2 separate regions of the Zea mays genome follow, and region 1 is linked to region 2. Evidence: chromatin contacts called from public Hi-C data. All regions are on one chromosome and are shown on one strand. Each heading gives the region's core, a stretch centred on a gene start, on an enhancer-like site or on the middle of the called end of the contact. The rest is flanking DNA. Distances are from core to core; before and after follow the strand shown.

The links. A called contact is a pair of places that touch in the nucleus more often than the background predicts.
Region 1: a Hi-C map of leaf shows a contact between it and region 2, with 8 times the contacts expected there. The contact joins the promoter of LOC100282109 here to the promoter of LOC100037763 in region 2. A contact is called at or near these places in 2 of 25 Hi-C or Micro-C datasets (ear and leaf).

Annotation. Positions count from the first base shown.
Region 1 is chr8:111,547,463-111,550,162 of Zm-B73-REFERENCE-NAM-5.0, forward strand. It overlaps LOC100282109 (stem 28 kDa glycoprotein), which reads right to left and starts at 1,399. Exons shown (of 3, transcript NM_001155022.1): 1 at 936-1,399; 2 at 637-846. The coding sequence starts at 1,336.
Region 2 is chr8:111,328,583-111,331,282 of Zm-B73-REFERENCE-NAM-5.0, forward strand. It overlaps LOC100037763 (derlin1-1), which reads right to left and starts at 1,447. Exons shown (of 7, transcript NM_001112475.1): 1 at 1,352-1,447. The coding sequence starts at 1,368.

The sequences.
Region 1 (2,700 bases), core at 149-2,648, 220 kb after region 2:
CGAACCTATATGTTGATGTTAACTTTGTGAATGTTAATATTTATGTGAGAATATTTGTGATTGTGAATACTTATTAGAATGTGTATATTTGTGATTGTGAATGTGAATGTGTATATGTGCATGAATCTGTTTTTGTTTTGTAAATGTCAGATTTTTTTAAAAACAGAATTTTGTGTAAATTCTGTAATTTGTTATGTCCGACGGCCTAGTGGTAGCCGTCGGACATAACCTTGACTTATCTCCGACGGCATTAAATACCGTCGGACATAACCTTACCTTATGTCCGACGGCTTATCGCTGGGCCGTCGGACTTAAGCTTGTGGGGCCCACTGACTGACCGGTAAAACGGTTGAGATTTATTATTTCCGACGGGCTCTAGCAGCCGTCGGAGATAGGCTATGTCCGACGGCTGCCGTCGGACATTGCATTATTTCCGACGAGTTATCTCTGACGGCTTAAAGCCGTCGGAGATAAGTCTTTGCCGTCGGAGATAAGCTATTTCCGACGGTTTAATTCTAATGTCCGACGGTTTTGGCCGTTGGACGTTTCTCCGTTTACTGTAGTGGTTGGGATATATCATATATGGGGCTTTAATATTAACCTACTTGATACGCAAAAATTAAAAAGTTTACGTACTTGAGCACAAGCTTATCCCAGGTGTGGTAGCCGGCGCTGCGGAGGTTCTTGATGGTGGGCTCCTTCTCGTAGTCGTGCCTGCCGGTGATGAACACCACCTTGATGCCCAGCGACAGCAGCGTCTCGTATAGCTGCAGCACCTCCGGCAGCGGCGGCGCCGTCGCGTTCGCTACGTACTCGTCGAAGTAGGTGGCGTTGTACGGCTCAGCCCTGCACGCAGAACAGAAAAGCTCTCGCTCTCGTCACCTTGATTCGCAGCCTGCAAGTTTGGACGCAAGCACGAGCACCCACGTGCATACCCGAATCCGGTGTCGGCGTAGTAGGGGAGGTTGCTGAGGGTGGTGTCGTCGACGTCAAACACCCACACCTCTTTCCCGTCGCCGCCGAGCTCGAGCCCCTCTGCGTAGGCGGCGGCCTCACGTGCCACCACCGCGCAGTCCTGCCTGAACAGGTCGCCGTACATGTAGTCGCGGACGTAGCCCCGGCACTCCGCGGGGATGCTGTACCAGTCCCGGATGTTGTTGGTCTCCACCCCGAGTCGCCAGCTCGCACACGACGGCACGGCGCGCGCCGTCGCGGCGGAGGTGGTCACCATCTCCAGGTGCAAGTCGCGCGCGCGCGCCGCGCTGGCCGCGTGAACCAGCAGCAGCAGCAGCACGAGCAGCGACACCAGCCCATGGCGGAGGGGCTCGAGCGCCATGACGTACAACTGTTGCTTCGTTGGAACTACTACTAGCTAGATAGGAACAGGAAACGTTTGAGTGAGCGTATCTTCACCCCAGGTCTTTTTTTCTACTGGCGTATAGGTTGTGCTAATACTATGATCCTACGGATAAAAGGGAATTGATGGTAGCGGTGCCGCGAGGAGAGGGATAGATGGTGGCACGAGTGAGGAGGAGAGGATGACGTTGGGAGGAGAGGGTGGGACGACGGAGTGGGAGTGAGATGGACGAGGGATAAGAGATTATTTAAATAATATTATTTATTTGATTTGAATGAACAAGAAAGAGGGATTATTCAACGATCACGAGTAGAAAAAGGCTTAAAACCTACGGTGTGGTATATTTTTATAGACGAATTCAGTTATCAACCGTCTGTGCTATTTTTAGTGGCGGTTGCTTAAGAAAATCGTCTATAGAAATCCATGATTTCTAGTGGCAGTTTTCTTAATGAACCCCATTATAAATCATTTTTATCCATAATTTTTCGAGTTTTTCAAAAGACCCCGTTTGATGAAACTATCAAAATAAAAGTTGTAGACCTCTAAAAGTTATAAAACTGTATAGTTAACAATTTTTTTATTTGAAATTATTTCGGCTCTCAAAAATTGCATCTAAATCTGTCAAATTTAAAATTCAAAATTTGTAAACGACCTCAGATGAAAAAGTGTCAAAATGAAAGATGTAGAATTTTAAAAGTTATTCAAGTTTGTAGTTGACAACTTTTTGATTTGAATTCGATTATGTTCTCAAACAAGCAATTTACACTTAGATAGTTGTAATACGTGGACAACAAAACTACAAACTAAAAATAAAGCATGCCATAGATGGAGTAGTAGAGGAGGGTACGCGCGAGGGTGAGGTTCGAGGGTTCGATTCCTAGCAACTGCATAACACATGAATTTTGCACGTAAAATGCTGCAACTTGAGACGAAGACGAGCGGGTGGGGTGGGCCCAGGCCTTTATTAAATGAATTTTTTACTGATTTTAAAACCTATTTTATTTTTCTGAAAATAATTTTCACTGGCGGTTTTATTACGCCGGCCGCCTTTCCACTGGCGATCCTCAGTTACCCGCCTGTAAAAATGATGATTGGTACTGGCCCCTAGCAATGACGGTTTTAAAAAACGCCAGTGAAAATAGGTTCACAATCGCCACTATAGAGCTTATGTGTACTAGTGGATCTGAATCGTTGGTTTTGATAGTGTGTTAAGACTTGGCACAATTTATTTGGTGGATTTAATAAAGGTTATGGGTGTGGGGTGATTTGGTTAGTTGAGTTTTGCAAAGTTTCATTGGTGAATTATATAGTGGTATAGATATAGATTTGTCTACGTACTGTTG
Region 2 (2,700 bases), core at 197-2,696:
TTCAAATAGAAATAATTTAGCAGAGCTAAGAGTCACAGGGTCAAGGAAACAGGCCAAACTGGTTTGATCATTTTAGCCAGTACAAAAATGATGACAGCTTCAGATGCCCAGATCTACAGATTCTAACTCCCAACACCAGCGTTTTTAGTCAAGTCCTTTTGTTGATTGGCAAATGCATCGCCAGTATTATCAAGGGCCCTATCATCAAAGAATATCAAAGTGGATGTCTTCTTGACATATTATATTTTCAGCCCACTATGCAAAAGCAAAAGGAGAAAGAAAAACCAGGCTCCTTTGTAGATTTCGACAACAACGAAGTGGCAAAATGTTATTACTTTATAAACTGTCTCTATGCATCAGGTGATGCACACTCCAGTTCTTCGTTTCAAATTAAACTAATTAATAAAGTGGCTTGAAACACCCTTATTCATAAACCAGTAATTATTTTTTTTGCTGACGACTCTAAATATACAGCAAAACAATCATGGAACTAATTGATAACGAAAACAATCTGTAAACATTACATATCGATATTGTCAACACCAACACATCCATCCAACCTTCCAGCCGAAGATTACAAAGTTTGAGGGCTCCTTTGGAACGCAGGAATTTCACAGGAATGATATAGAAATTTTACGGCTCCTTTGGAACAAGGAAAATTTTCTGAATCCTGTGTTTTTCATGTGTTTTTGAACTAATTCCTGTTAAATTACTATACCATTTCTATAAAATTCTTGTGTTTCATAGAAGCCCTTACAGGAATTAGTTAAAAAACACAGGAAAAACGCAGATTCAGGAAAAAAAACTTTATTCCAAATGAGACCTGAGGGGGCTGTTACTCCAACTGAACAAACCAATTCAGGTACTATAAATTTTTTGGGATAAAGGCCATAGTTCACTCAACTCTACTTCCAGGTTGAAAGACTATTTATCAACAGCGAAAACTAACCCTTCATCTCGTGTTCGTGACAGTACAAAGGTGCAGTACAAACTACAAAGCCGATGTATATGTATGTATGTAACGCTGTACCAGTCCAGCAACATACAGCACCGACGAACATGGACATATCAGCTCAAATGCCAGACCAATTTCGAAGCGGAAGCCTAAGGGATCAAAGTGGCACCACGAATCCGCCGCCACAGACCTCGACTCTGGCAACCCAAGGATAAGCCCACTCTATTCTGATAAAAATGATGGGATCCATCGATTACTCGGAACAGTTCAGCTCGAATTCCTCTAGCGATCCCGAACCCGAATCACGGGGGCTACCATACAACATCTACGTCTCGGAATCTGAGATCGCGAAGCTTGGAATCAGATGAAACCGCTGTAAGAGTCGAAGGGACTCACTCGGCGGGCGAAGACATCTTCACGCGTCGATGGATCCGAGGTCGGTTAGTCTCCTCTCGCGTCCGCTTCCTTCTCGTCCCGTTCGAAGTTTGCGAGGAAGAAGAAGAAGAGTTGGGGTTGAAGCCGGTCGCCGCGCCTGCGAGAAGCCGAGAACCTTCCGGAGGAGAGAAGCAAACGCACCGTTGATTTCCGGTCGGAGGGATGAAGACGGCTCGACACGTAGGTGTGCGCGCTACGGCGCAGGCGATTGGTCATGTAACGTGGCTGGGTGATGAGGTGGCCTTGGTGAGCGGCGATTGGTCCACTGCCGATTTACAGGTTTCATTTTATTTTTGATCTTTTCTTATTTTTTGTATTGTTTATTAGTGCCAACTAATTTGTTTCATTTCTTGTTCATAGGCTATGGATAAATACTTTGTCTTTAGAGCATATAACAGCTATTCTAAGTCAATTACCATACATCTGAAAATGATGGCCCTCAAATTCGTTTTAAGCATATATACTGTTTGGAGAGGACCGTGAAGTTGTTGCGTTGGAGGCACGATAACCTCTCATTCAAGTATTCCTGGATCATCTGATTAGTTTGGATGAGCTTCATGATGTTAGTATTGAGGTCAAGTGTAATGTGTGTTGGGAAAGAAATGAAGGTGCTTTTCAGTTTGCTATATGCGTGCAATTTCAGTTTTATTTTGATCTAGTTTTTTTCCTATGATGTTGGTCCAATTAAGTTTTTTTATTTGAATGTGGCTCATGTTGGCAATCGTGACTAAGCACGAAGCAGTAGATCAACGAGGAGCAATCTTATTGTTGAAGCCGAGGTACGACTCTTGCACAAGTCGTATCAAATGGCAATCTAGAACGAACAGCTTTATAGTAGACGGTAGTTTATAATATCAATCTAATTAGGTTTAAAAATATTTTTAATATAAATAATAAACAAAATAACGTATCTAAATGTATTCTAAGGGCATGTTTAGGAGAGCTTCATTTCAAGAATTGTAGCTTTGGTTTTCCAGCTTCACTATAAAACAACTTCAATAAATTATTAGGTGGATTCGATGAGTGTTTGGCTTAATCATAGACTTCAGCTTCTATAATATTAAGGATTTATGTGAGTTTCCTTGAATACCCTTAATTATTAGTGCGATGGCTTTGGTTTTTAAAAAAAAATAAGGAGCAGACCTTTGGAGAAGGGAAAGTTGCAAAGCTTGCGTAGCATGTCAGCGTTTTCTGCTGGTGCATAACGACCAGTGCCTGCTTCGTCTTGGATTGCATAGAAAGTTTTGTGTAGATTCTTTTCAAAAAAAGGAAGGATGCAAATCTTGTGCCAAAGGTCAGCTGGAGATGGA